Regions from separate parts of the Mus musculus genome. Here region 1 is linked to region 2. The links are chromatin contacts, called in public Hi-C maps. All regions are on one chromosome and are shown on one strand. Each heading gives the region's core, a stretch centred on a gene start, on an enhancer-like site or on the middle of the called end of the contact. The rest is flanking DNA. Distances are from core to core; before and after follow the strand shown. Region 1 overlaps Gm29185 (a long non-coding RNA gene). Region 2 holds the start of Gm31137 (a long non-coding RNA gene).

The links. A called contact is a pair of places that touch in the nucleus more often than the background predicts.
Region 1: a contact with region 2 is called in a Hi-C map of the G1E-ER4 cell line, with 2.3 times the contacts expected there. The contact joins two enhancer-like sites. A contact is called at or near these places in 4 of 484 Hi-C or Micro-C datasets (the G1E-ER4 cell line, the HL-1 cell line and muscle stem cells).

What each region holds. Positions count from the first base shown.
Region 1 is chr1:73,267,482-73,274,056 of GRCm38.p6, reverse strand. It overlaps Gm29185 (a long non-coding RNA gene), which reads right to left. Exons shown (of 5, transcript XR_865539.3): 2 at 4,888-4,982; 3 at 4,191-4,292. Among named protein-coding and RNA genes, the nearest start is that of Gm31344, 93 kb to the left of the region's middle. Within about 2 kb of position 1,731, at least 9 of the 459 cell types and tissues checked have an H3K27ac peak or open chromatin away from gene starts, as enhancers often do. A contact at or near this core is called in the G1E-ER4 cell line, where this site is marked.
Region 2 is chr1:72,983,256-72,989,492 of GRCm38.p6, reverse strand. Gm31137 (a long non-coding RNA gene) reads right to left here and starts at 4,645. Exons shown (of 3, transcript XR_373508.3): 1 at 4,415-4,645. Within about 2 kb of position 1,287, at least 2 of the 459 cell types and tissues checked have an H3K27ac peak or open chromatin away from gene starts, as enhancers often do. A contact at or near this core is called in the G1E-ER4 cell line, where this site is marked.

The DNA of each region.
Region 1 (6,575 bases), core at 482-2,981, 280 kb before region 2:
CAAGGGCAAGAAATTCAGTCAATAGATTAGTTTGAGTAAAATCAACAAACAGATTATTGGGGTCAGTGAAGAAGTATCTTTCCAAATTCAAAAGAGCCAATCATGTTAGCTCAGCCAAATGTGAATCAGGGAAAAAAAAATCAGTCAAGAATGTGGCTCTGGAGAATGGAAATCACATCTAGGAATGAAGACTTGGGTTTTCTTTCATTTCATTTTTTAACAGTTACATTTAATATCATAAAGGGGAAAAAAAGGACTCATGATACCGTAATCATGGAGAAGATACTCTTTTCTCTAAAGATGGTGCATAGGTGATAGAGACCGAGAGATAGACTTAAGCTGGGGCTCAGAAAAACATTATTTAATAGCAGCAGAGTCTCTTGCAGCATCAAAAACAGTGCAAAGGTGTCCTTTTGTTAGCATTTTTCTGATTATCTCTTTGGAGACAATGAATGTATGAGTAATTTCATATAGTCAATTGAAATAATTAAGAGACACACTCTCCATCCCGAGGTTTTATAAGTTATCATCACTCTGAGGTCTTAGACCAATGGCCTCCAGGTTGTTTGGAGTTTGGTTGGTTGATTTGCTTTGTTTTGTTTTCATTTTTTTTTTAAAAAGAAATGCATATGTTTTATATGTGTGAATACAGTGTGTTATTTTTCTGAGTTTACATTGAATGAAGGAGCCCTGTGTCTCTGGCAGACATGTCCTGTTTTTTTTAAATGAGAACCTCTTCTGTCTTCTTATCTTTCTAAATGCAGACCCCAGTTTCTTCAAGCTGTAACTCCAGTCCTTTGTCCCACTCTCAACTCTTGCTCTCTGGTTCCACCCACACAGTTCTCTCAGGAGCTGATCTCCTTCTGGCATTGTCCCTGGGGTAATGAATGCTCTTTTAGTGTTAGGTTTGCTGAGTCTCGTAATAATATCGTGGACTGTTAACTTGGCTTCAGCCAACAGTCTTCAGGATCCTTTTCAGAATTCTTGTTTCTCCTGAGTTCCAGTTATCAGTTTTTTTTTTTTATGTTGTCTTACTTCTTAACACTTTTATTAGCTTACTAGTATGCTCCAACTTGTGACTCTCTCTCAGCTCTGTTTTCAGAGATGTGCCTGGGGTTACAGGGATGCTGTCCTTCTCTGAAAGTCACCTCATCTTCTGGGAACCCTGCTCTCCCCCAAACACTTCAATGGAGGGGACCCAGGACCCTCTCCCCTATGGCTGGACTCTGAACTTGCCTGCCTGACTTGACTTTCCTCTATTGCCAAACACACACACACTTTGTTTTTGTTTTTGTTTTTTTAAATTAGGAAATGCAAACAGTAGTTGTGGTCCCTGTCAGCAGCTCATCCAGGGTATTCCAGGGGAAACACAGTTAACAGCTAATGTCTGTGCCAGGGGCTGGCAGCTTATGGGGAACTGCTGAGACACAGCGGGTGCCACGTCTTCAGAACAGGGGTGCATGGGGTGTTAGACCTAACAGAGGCTCCTAAGAGAGGCCCCTAATGTTAGCCAGGGGCCTTGCTAGGAAACACATCCCCAGTAGATGCATGGTAGACCCAGAGGGTAAAAGGAACATGGAAGGTTTTCAAGTTTTTGTTTTCATAGGGAACCAGCCTAAATAACCTTGGTCCACAACCAGGTTAGGCAGCTGGTTAGGCAGATAATTGTCCCTATCACCTGTTACATGGAAAACAGCAACAAATCTCTTCTCTAATCACCATGGTGACGAGTGTCAAAGTCCTGTTTGGGGTTGTAGTCCTGTGCATAATAGTCCTTCAAGCTGGGACAGAGGGGTGGTTAAAAGAAAGGAAAGTGGGGGAATTTGAGCCCTTCTTTGTCTAAGCTCAGAGCTGAGGCTAGGAAAATTCCGTAGGATCTTGGCTAAACAGTGGTTTTCTGCTTCTGTCAATGTTGAAATTAGTCTGATTGTGGGAAATATTTAGAAGTTGTAGTTGTGTAATTTTGTTTCATCTGCAGTTCAAATGCCAAAAAACTGACACTGAACACGCTGCGTGCTGCTGTAATGTCAGGCGACACTTAGGGGCTCATGGGTGTGGCTCCTTACCTTGTCACCTTTAATTTACTGCTGTACACTGAAATCTTACACATTCCTAGACCCAACACAAGACCACTGCTTCCATGGTATCTCCCTGATCCTTTCTCTTCCCTCTCTGTTTCTCTGAGTTCTTGGTGTGGCTTCTTAGATGGCATCTTGGCAATTTTCCTCTCTCATTTAAGTCTATAACACTGCCACCAAGATTTGACATCGTCACAAGGAACCCACATAAGATTGAACCTTTAACTTCCCACCATGGATAAAGGATGTGTCTGCTCCCCTCCCTAGAAAGCTCTCATCTCTTCCTGAGGGCCTAATAACTATCGACAATCCTTGGAAGATGGGATGCTATTTTGTTTAATAGTGTAGACACTGGGACATTAGGTGGGAAAAAAGAAATCTCAGAGCTAACGAAGAGGTATAGAAGAGAGTGATATGGTGGATATAAACATAATACATTATATAGAAATGTATGATGTATGGAACAGTCAAAAACAAAGAGAATGCTGTTTACTAGTTACTCCTGGAAAATAAACCAAAATTTTATTTTCAAAACCCAAAGCTATATTTTACACATTCAAAAAGGAGAACGCACAGTTGCCATGTGTCCCAGGTACTGTAAGAACCCTGAAGAAAGAAATGATGTTTACATTGGAAAAATAAAATGTCAGACACGTGATCTCATTCGATTCCTGCATAAAATCCTCTTCTCCTTTGTAAAATGGAGACTGCTGTGCTCAGAGGCAGAGAGATGGAATCACTCTGCATAGAAATGAGAGATCAGAATCAACGACCTGGATTTCATCTGTTCCTTTCTCTCCACCATGTGGCCGCCCAGGATGCTCCTGCATCCTTCCTGAGAAAGAGCCCCAGGAAGCACAAAGGGACTTCTATTTTCATCTTTTAGTTCCAACAAGATGAGAATCAGCAGGCCAGCAGACACACTTGGGAATAATGGCTGTGCTCTCTCAACAGGCCCCCTCCCCCCAGTGCCTTTGTCCCCACTCTGAGTGACCTAGACAGAACAAGCCAGCTCTGTAATGACCACTTCGTCAGCAGGGGCTGTGTATTTAGTAGCAGGAAATATAAGCTTTTGTGGTCAGTGTGACGTCATCCCACCTACTAAACAGGCCTTTATAACTTGACCACAAAAAGGTTTGAAAGGGATAGACACACTCACAGGGAGAGAGGCCATGGGGCTGTGAGCAGTTGTCTGCCCTGAAAGAAGCATTGTGTCTTCCGATTGTCTCCCCAAAGCCTGATGTTTGGGCACTGTAGACAAACATCTGGGTGATATATGGTGTTTTCTCTACATCACCCAATGCCCCAGCTCATCTTCATCCTCTTTTGTTTTCTTCCTTCTTCGTTCCCTTCATCCTTTGCTTCATTTTTTTAAACTCTCCCTTAGTCTTAAAAAAAATGTGTAAGGGAACTAGTAAATCTTTTTGTTTTTAAATTTGGGAGGGTCCATGATACCCACTCACATACATGATTTTTTCTCCTGGATTACTCACAGTTGGGAAGGAAAAAGAGAAATGCACAGTGGTCGGATGGAAGAGAGAAAGAATAAAGGAGAGAGCGTAGGCAAGCTCACAAATACTTAAAGAGACCTAGCTTACAACCAGAGGGATGTAACGTAAATATTTCTAAGTCACGAGTATCTTAGTTTGCTCAGTGGGTTTAGAGGAGCTCAGCTAAAGGACTCGGTAACTTTAGGGATTGTAGTGTACAAGTTCACAGCTATATTCCACCCCAAAACTGGGTCTACCTCTTATTTTACTTTTAGGTAAAGAAAGGTATATTAGGCATGGATACAAACATTCACATTCAACACAAAAATTGAAAAGAAAAAAAGAAAGAAAGAAAAGGAAGGAAGGGAGGGGGAAGGAAGGAAGGAAGGAAGGAAGGAAGGAAGGAAGGAAGGAAGGAAGGAAATAAAAATTGATTGATATGGGCAAGTTTGTTTGTTTGTTTGTTCGTTTGTTTGTTTTGATTAGGGGGATTTGTTTGCTTGTGGTTTGTTTTTAAAGCAGATAAGACCCAGGACACAGAGAAACTGAAAAGCTCTTACCAGTGGATCCCAGAAGATAAATAGACAAAACAGAAAGGAGAATTCTCAAAACCAAAAGCTACCTTTTACACGTTCAAAAAGCCGATTCCATAGTTGCTATGTATTCCAGGTGCAAGAAGGATCCCAGAGAATGGAGGTTTCACTGGTCTCTCACACCTCTGAGGCTAAGAGACGGGGAAAGAGGGAAGAAGAAGCTGTGTTGGTGACTGTGAGTCTGACCACTAAATTAGGCTGATGGAAAAGTATGGCTTCCTTAATTTTCAGGGTGTGGAAAGCTCCCTCCCAGGGCTGAGTGTTCCTCTGAGGACTGGACAGCAGGAAACACCTGCTTCACTCTTCCCTGGCTTTTTTCCCTTTAAGAATTCTGGGTCCCCCGCCCCTTTTAACTCGCTATGTTGCACAATGAACAAGCAGATTTCCACACATTCCCCCATTTAAGAGAGGAAGTCTGGAATAATCTATTAGCAATAAACACACTTTGATGGCTTTCCTACCTCCGCCCTCATTCTCCTGTCTTCCAATTGACTTCTACAATTGCTTCCTCAAGCTGTCTCCCCTGACCCTTAGGCTAAGAATATTTTTCTCCTAGAATAAATCAAGAATAAGAAGCCAACCTGCACTGTTGAGGGACAAGTGTACGTTCTGTTCACCAGGATTCCTAATTTTAGATTGTGCCCTTCCCTTCTTGCAGCAACGGGAAAGCAAATGCAATTCCCATTATGGAAAGGCATGAAAAACAGATGTGAGTCTGAATCTCACCATGATAGCAGCTTTCAAATGTCCTCTCAGAGGAGGTGCTCGGAGCTGTTAGCAGGTTCTTGGAGGAGCCCTCATCCATCATGGCGAACATCAGCCTGTAAAACCATGTGCACAGTCACACACAGGATGGGGAAGTGCTCTTAGCACACAAAAGCATCCAAGAGACCCAGCAAGCTGTCCTTAGGCTTACAACGACTATCAACAGTTACCAGATCCAATGTCCTCCCTCTAATGAGATGAACATTCCCCAGTGATGTTTGGGAAACTAGCTTCTCCCCAACATGTCCTACTTCTGTTCTCACTGGAAACAAAGAAAACCTGGCACAAAAAACGCAAGGGGAAAAAAACAACAGAAGGCACCACTTTCATGAAGAGCTCTATGCTACACGTACGTGGTCAACTGAGTTATTTTTGTCTTTTAAGAGATCTACATTAGATAGAAACCTTAACAAATCCCTGTAAATTTCAGGACTGTAAACCTTGACACACGCTGAGCTACCTCATTTCTCTAACAATCTGTAAAGCTGGGGGATTAGGATAGAAGACCTTTGAAGTCGCTTCTAAATTTCTAAACATCGGTTGCAATGTATCTAGCAATACAGGGCTGGATCTCTTATTTAAATTGTTCTAGAAATGAGGAAAGAAATGAGGAAAATAAAGTAATGAAATCTAAGAAAGGAATGCTAAACACTAGTCAATGAAAAGATGAGCAAATTCAACCTCTTTGCTGATCAAAGAAACAGAAATGAAAACCTAGACTACGAGAGTACATCTAAGCTTAGCCAGAATGGAAAAGAAAAATTGCATAATTAAAAATTGTATCAATGGTTACAATAGCAACGCTTTGGAAATATATATATATACTGTTACAATTGAGTAGTCCCTTTGTCTGTAATTTCACTTTCTGCAGTTTCAGCTTGACCTACAATATGAATGGAAAAAATCTGAAAAAAAAAAAAGGCAGCTCTTGAGTTTTAATGTGTATTGTTCCAAGTGTCAGGATGAGATCTCACATCACCTCTTTAGCCCACCCAGGACGCCAATCACTCTTTTGTCTAGAGCATCTCTGCTGTACATGTTTCCTGCCCTCAGAGTCACTTAGGCATCTCAGGTATCCAGGTGCTTGTGGTCCATTAACCTTACTTTATTTAATGATGACCCTGAAGCACAAGAGTAGTGATGCTGGCAACTCAGATGTGCCAAGAGTCTATAAAGTGCATCCTTTGGAAAAAAAAAAAGATAAAACATGTCAACTTCATAAAAAGTGGGGGAAAGGTATGCCGAGGTTGTTGAGGTCAGTGCTAAGGACAAATCTTCTACCCATGAAATCATGAAGGAGGAGTAAGGGATTCATGTTAGCTTTGCCACTACACCTCACACTATTCAAGTGAAGGCTACAGAGTTAATTATGTAGAAAAGACATTGGCTTATAGTGTTACGTGATTTCAGAAATCCACTGGGAGGGGGGTGGTCCTGGAAAGTCTCCTATATGAGGAAACTGCATATCTAGTAATTCGGATACCACTAACCATTAAAAGTGATCTGAGTTCTAAAATGTCTTAATACTGAAAATAAGGCTGTATTATATTCTAGTTTTATTTTCTGTGATAAAAATATTTTATTAAAATCAACTTGGTGGGGGGGAAGGAGTTACTTGGCTTATAATTCCAAGTAACAGTCCACCATGT
Region 2 (6,237 bases), core at 38-2,537:
CACACACACACACACACACACACATGTGCACATACAACCACACGCACACTGACCCACATATGCATGCACCAACATGAACACACCCAACAGGAGAAGAAAAGATGCCTAGAGCAGCTGCCTTCATTCCTGAGATGTGGAAGACTGCAGTAGAAAGCTTGTAGTCAAAGAAAACTATAACACTTGTCTGAGATGCCTACTGGACATTGATGCTTGTGGGGAGGTGACTACAGGATATCCATGAAAAAATGTTAGGTTTCATGAGATACTCAGCTCATAGTGGCTGAGAATCAGAAGAGGAGACAAGAAGGACCATAGTGAGATCTAGCTAAGGACATGCCTCCAGGGAACTACGTCAGCTAGGACTCGCCCTGCAAAGTGTCTAGCACCTCCCGAAATAGCACCAGCAGCTGGGCAAGCCTTTAACACATGAGCCCATGGGGACATTTCATATTCAAGCATGGTATTCTGACTCTGACTCCCAAAGGCTCATGGGTATCTTATAGTGCAAATTGCATTTAGCCCATCTCTAGAAGTTCCCAGAGTCTTAGCTGTTCCAACATTATTCAAAAGTCAAAATCTAAAATCTGATAGTGTGGTGTGTGTGTGTGTGTGTGTGTGTGTGTGTGTGTGTGTGTGTGTGTGTCTGTGTGTGTGTGTGTAGAACAGAGATGACTCAATAACTTGCCTAGCATGTGAGGACCTGGATTTGACCCACAGGAAGGAAGAGAGGGAGAGAGAAAGGGAGGTAGGAAAAATGGCATCTACTTCCAACATATGATGGATGGCACAGAACAAACATTTGTGTTCCCAGAGAGTGGGGAGACTCAGAGATGAGATACCAGACCAAGGTGTGACCAGGGCCCAACAAGGCAAACCATAGATCTTTCTGCTCTTTGTCCAACATCAATCTTGCAGTAGTGGGGTGTGCATTCTGAAAGACATGACAGCCCAGCCCCTGTGGCTTCATTTGTCACAATTCACAAGGCTGTCTTTGGGGCTGGTTTTCTTAGCTGATGTTATATGTTCCTGGGATCCCAAACTTCCTTAGGTCTCCATTGCATCTTAAGCCTTACCCCTCACAGCTTCACGCATGGCCTTGTCAAGGAATCCCAGCAGTTACTGTGACCCTTCGGAATCTGGGTGGAAGCTTCCAGAGTCCCATAGCTCTTACATTTTTCATGACTGCAAAGCCATGCCCAAGTACCAAGGTCTTCCACTGGCTCAAGCAGTAGACAGACCCTTCACATCATGGCCTCAGCCTCTGAAGGCCTGGGTGTCTGACCAGAGAAATACTCCTATTGGCAGCCCTATGTGGCCTTGCTTCTAGAGAGTGAGTGTTTTGCAGTTCATATTTTTATTGCCCTTGGACCTGTGATGAGTTGGAGTCTTGCTGATTTTCGAGACATGTTTTCTATCCCCTGATATAAGGTATTTCTTGACTTCTGTTTTAAAGGCTCTAATCCTTTTAACAACCAGACTCTCGTTGTATGCAGCTTTACATGTGCATATTTGTATTGAAATTCTAATAGTCACTCCATCAAACAGCAGTTTAAGTACCTAGGTATTTATGTGATTGGTTATTTGTTTGCTGCAATACTGAGGATAGAACCCAAGGCTTGCGCATGCTAGGCAAGTGCTCCATCACTGAACTACACCCTCAGCACTCAAACAACAATTTACATACAGAAGTAGAACCAAAATTTGTGTCTCAGGCACAGGGTCCTTGTGCCTGAGGCTTCTTTTTGCTATTCTCAAAATCCTTTCTTGATGATTTCTTAGCTGTTTATACATTCTACAAAAAAACAATTTTTTTCTCTTGTTGTACTGTGGTGAAATTTTTCCCTTCCTCACTTTTCTTTAAAACCTAACCTAATTTTCTTTAACTGCAGTTTGAGCTCATTCCTCATTTTAATCTTTTTCTTTTCTCAAAAATGTTCATGATGTAGTTATACCTGGCTCTTAAAACAACCGTGTCAGCTATACAAGGTTAGCATTGGGTTGGCATTTATAAATAGGGAGTTGAGCATAAAGGTCAAGGAAACTATATTCAAAAACATAACTAGGTCTAGACACAATCCAGACCAGAACCTAGCATTTGAGTCTCAGTCCAGAGCTCTACCCTGTGGCCCAGGAAAGCTCTTTAGGCCCAGATCCTACTATTTTCCAGCAGCTGAAGATTTCCTGAGCTCTACTTTGTTAACATTTGATTATTCTGTGAGAGTGTTAGGGGTGGGGGTGAGGAAGATGGGTATGGGTAGGTGCATGCATAAAAGCCACAGCATACACGTTGGAGACCAGAGGATAACCTGACTGCAGGAATCAGTTCTATCCTTCCATTATAGATGTCCTAGAGATCAAACTCGAGCCGTCACAGTTGACAGCAAGCATCCTTCCTTACTGGGCCACCTTGTCCTTCTAAAGTACTTAAGAAAGAGGACAACCCCACTGGAGTGTTACTCTTTCTCAACACACATAATCCTGTCTCTTCTCACTCCTCTAAGGGGCAAAGACTGCCTCTTACTGACAAAAGCCATTTCCTCTTTCTCCCGGTCACACAGCTAAACTGTGCTTATCTCCCCAGCCTCCTTTGTAGTTAGGTATCTGTGTGGGACTAATTGTGATTAGCAGAATTTGAAACAAACTATTGCACAGTTTTCTCAATCGGCCCAGGCTCAATCGCCCCTGTTTCTCCTCCTTCCGCTCTCTAATCAGTGAGCATGCCCATCTTGTATCAGAATGTATCACAGTATCAAAAATGAAAGAACTTCAAGGTTGAACTATCCCAGTAGTCGTCAGCTTTTTCTAATTATACCCATCAGTAAAAATATATCTATCACATACATACCCAATGTACATAAGTAATATCTCTCTATCACATACATACCCAATGAACATAAGTAATATCTCTCTATCACATGCATACCCCAATGAACATAAGTAATATCTCTCTATCACATACATACCCCAATGAACATAAGTAATATCTCTCTATCACATACATACCCCAATGAACATAAGTAATATCTCTCTATCACATACATACCCAATGAACATAAGTAATATCTCTTTAAGTATCTATAATGCAATGAGAAAGCTCTATGAATGTCATGTGTATAATATAGTATGCACAAAAAGAAAAAAGAAGATCTCTTCTGGTGAGGTTTTTTTAAGCAAATATGCATTGATGTGCTAACTCTTTCTCCCTGGTCCACTTGCACCATCGAAGCCTTTGGACAGAAGTCACAAAGCGGCAGCCTGTATGCCAAATGTAACCCACAGATGTGTTTTGTTTGGTCTGAACAATGTTTCCAAATTTTATATTAGTTCTCAACACTTAAGAGTTGGATAAGTTCACATCAAATATAGAGATATTTCAACATCTTATTCACTGTTTCATTCCCTGTGTCTGTTACACACTAGGCACTTAATAAATAGCTGTCTAATTATATTTTCAACTTCTATCCCAAAAAAAGGTTAGTTTAGCATTTCAGCAAGCAGCAAAGATTCCCACAACCAAGGCATTGGCTCACCAGTCCTATGCCACAGTCTCCTCTACTCCCTATTGTCCTATACCTCGCCAGCCTCATTTGTACCTGTCCACCTACCTGGCCTCACCCGCACCTGAACAACTGCTTCTGCCTTATTGTTTTCTTGTTATTTGAGGGCCTCCCTCTAGTCCTGTGAAGTCAAAGACAGGATTTAAACCTGATTCTGTCAATTGTCCTTGACAATTCCTTGGGGGAGCTTGTACACTGAGCCAGCTCTCCTAATCTTGAAAACAGAAACGTTAATTCCTCCTTTGTGGGCTGTTTGACAACAAAAATAAGTTGGTTAATATCTTCAGGCTGCTTTGTATACGGTAAATAATTATAGAAATGTGAAAACGTATTACCACAGCCACACTTCTTTTTCCAAAGGACTGTGTGAAGGGATGCGGTGGCAACTTCTAACCTCACACTCCCCTACATGAGCTATGATTCTCACCCACCCCCACATCAGCCCTAATGGACTGGCCATCACTTTGTAATTCAGAGTTTAATGGGAGAAGGCACACGAAGGAACAAGCTGAAGAGTAAGAAAGAATCCCACAACTCCAAAATCTGGGGTCCACTTTGCTTTCTAACAGTTTGTAATCCTTATTTCATGTTTGCTTGTTTGTTTCTAAGTCATTAAACGAAGACGGGGATGTAGCTCATTGACAGAGCAGGTACATGGCCTTGGGCACTACAGGTACTAAGTCATTACCTCCTAGGACCTGATGTGATAGCAGATGCAGACCCCATCACCTTAGGTCCAAAGATCAGTTCTGTGCCTCATGTTTTTCCACTCTGGTTCCCAGGAGCTAGTCCCTAAACCTCCAACATTTTGTTCCATGGGTACAACTCTTTCATGGAACTATAACCTCATTACTCACCACTTGGAAATATGTCCATGGGAGAAGTGCTAGCCAGCTCTCCACTGCTGTGACAATACTTGAGAGAAACGAATCAAAGAAAGGGAAGGTTGGTTGGTTCCTGTTTTCAGAGTGTTGGTCCACGGTTACTTGCTTCACTATTTTGGCCTCTGACGTGTCCGAGTACATGGAAGCATTAAGATGCCATAGAGGAGCATGCTCATCCAGCAGAAAGGAAGCAGAGGAGGGGGAGCATCTGCAAACAAGATATGGAAACAAGGCGTGGTTCGATGGGCCATCAGTGACCTAGGAAAGAGCAACTTCCTGTGCATCAGCTTCGCTCTTTCAATCCCCAGCCAAGCTGCCGGTTTTTCTGCAATCTCCCGACCTCCCTGTTTTACGTCAAAGGCAGTTGTTTGTGGTATTTTTTATGGTGATAGTACATTGGCCATGAGAAAAACACCTCATCCTTTGAATATGCTAAGGAGGTGGCTGTCCCTTTCTCACACCCTGATTTGGAGTCATGGTTGGCAGACAAGTCCTTGAACTAGAAACCCTACCGAAAGGATCCATTTTCAATGAAATGATCATGTTTCTTCAATATCTCCCCTTTTCTTCCTTGCAAAAAGCAAGGAAGAAAAGACTACAAGAAGCCTTTTTAAGTAAGAAGGGGATCTTCCTAGGGTCCCCCTGCTCCCACTATCTCCAAGTCCCCAGGCCTCTCTGCCATGTTCTGCCTTTGGATTTTGTTATCGTGGTTCCAAATCCCTCACTTCTCACTTTCTTTAGTCCTGTCCATCATTTCAAGTAAGGAGCTGGCAACCAATCTGTCATCTACAGCCTCTTTCAATCCCATCTGCTATTAAGACTAGAGACGTCAAGGAGAAATTCTGGAAATCTGGGAGAACTTTGCCCTCTTCTCACCTCCATCCACCGATTTTGAGAGTTCTATATTTGTATGTCTTAGTCTGTTTAGCTGCATAACAAAAATGTCCTAAAAACAATAGAGTTGTGTAGCAGAATTTTCCCCCAATTAATTTCAATATTAATACAAGAAGCCTGTGATTGGACAGGGAAAAGGGAGGCAGAGCTAAGAGTTTCAGAGACAGAGACAGGGACGGGAAGGAGAGAGAAGGAAGGAAGGTGGAGGAAGAGGAAGACAATCCATCCAAACTCTGTGTGGTTTGAAATCACCACAGGTAGCTATGAATATCATAAAAGGATAGAATAATTGGGGTAACTTGTCTAATCTAGGTGGGCAGCTTGTATCATTATCTAAAATTATTGGGTGGGCATCTTGTGAATTTAGAATGTATTGATATATAAATCTGACTGATTAATTATAAGCTTCTAGAGTTTTGATTTACTGGGTTAAGAGGATTTGTGACAACTAGCTAAAAGGGGTAGATGGCTGAGAAGGTACAGGTGAGTCTGAGGCAGGCAAACCAGAGCTGGGAAGACTGCACCACTGGGGCTAGCCTAGAGGCAGAGGTGGCAAGACCGCAGGGGCAGAGAATAGCTGGATATAGCATGGTTTGGTGCCAATTTTTTTAATATCCCCACAACACAGTTGTGTTTCTTTTAATTCGTGAGGTGGAGAAGTTCCAGATGGAGGTACCAGAAGGCATGGTGTCTAGTGAGGGTGGCTTGTACATGGCTCACAGTCTTGGGTATCTTCACATGGTGGCAGAAGCAGGCTAGCTATCTGTCTGTCTGTCTGTTTTTCATGAAGATACTAATCTCATTCCTAGGGTTTCCATGCTAGCCAGTAATCACCTCCTGAGGTTCCATTATGCGTAGCATAGCTTTGAACATTAGGATTTTGATAATGAATGGAGTGAGAG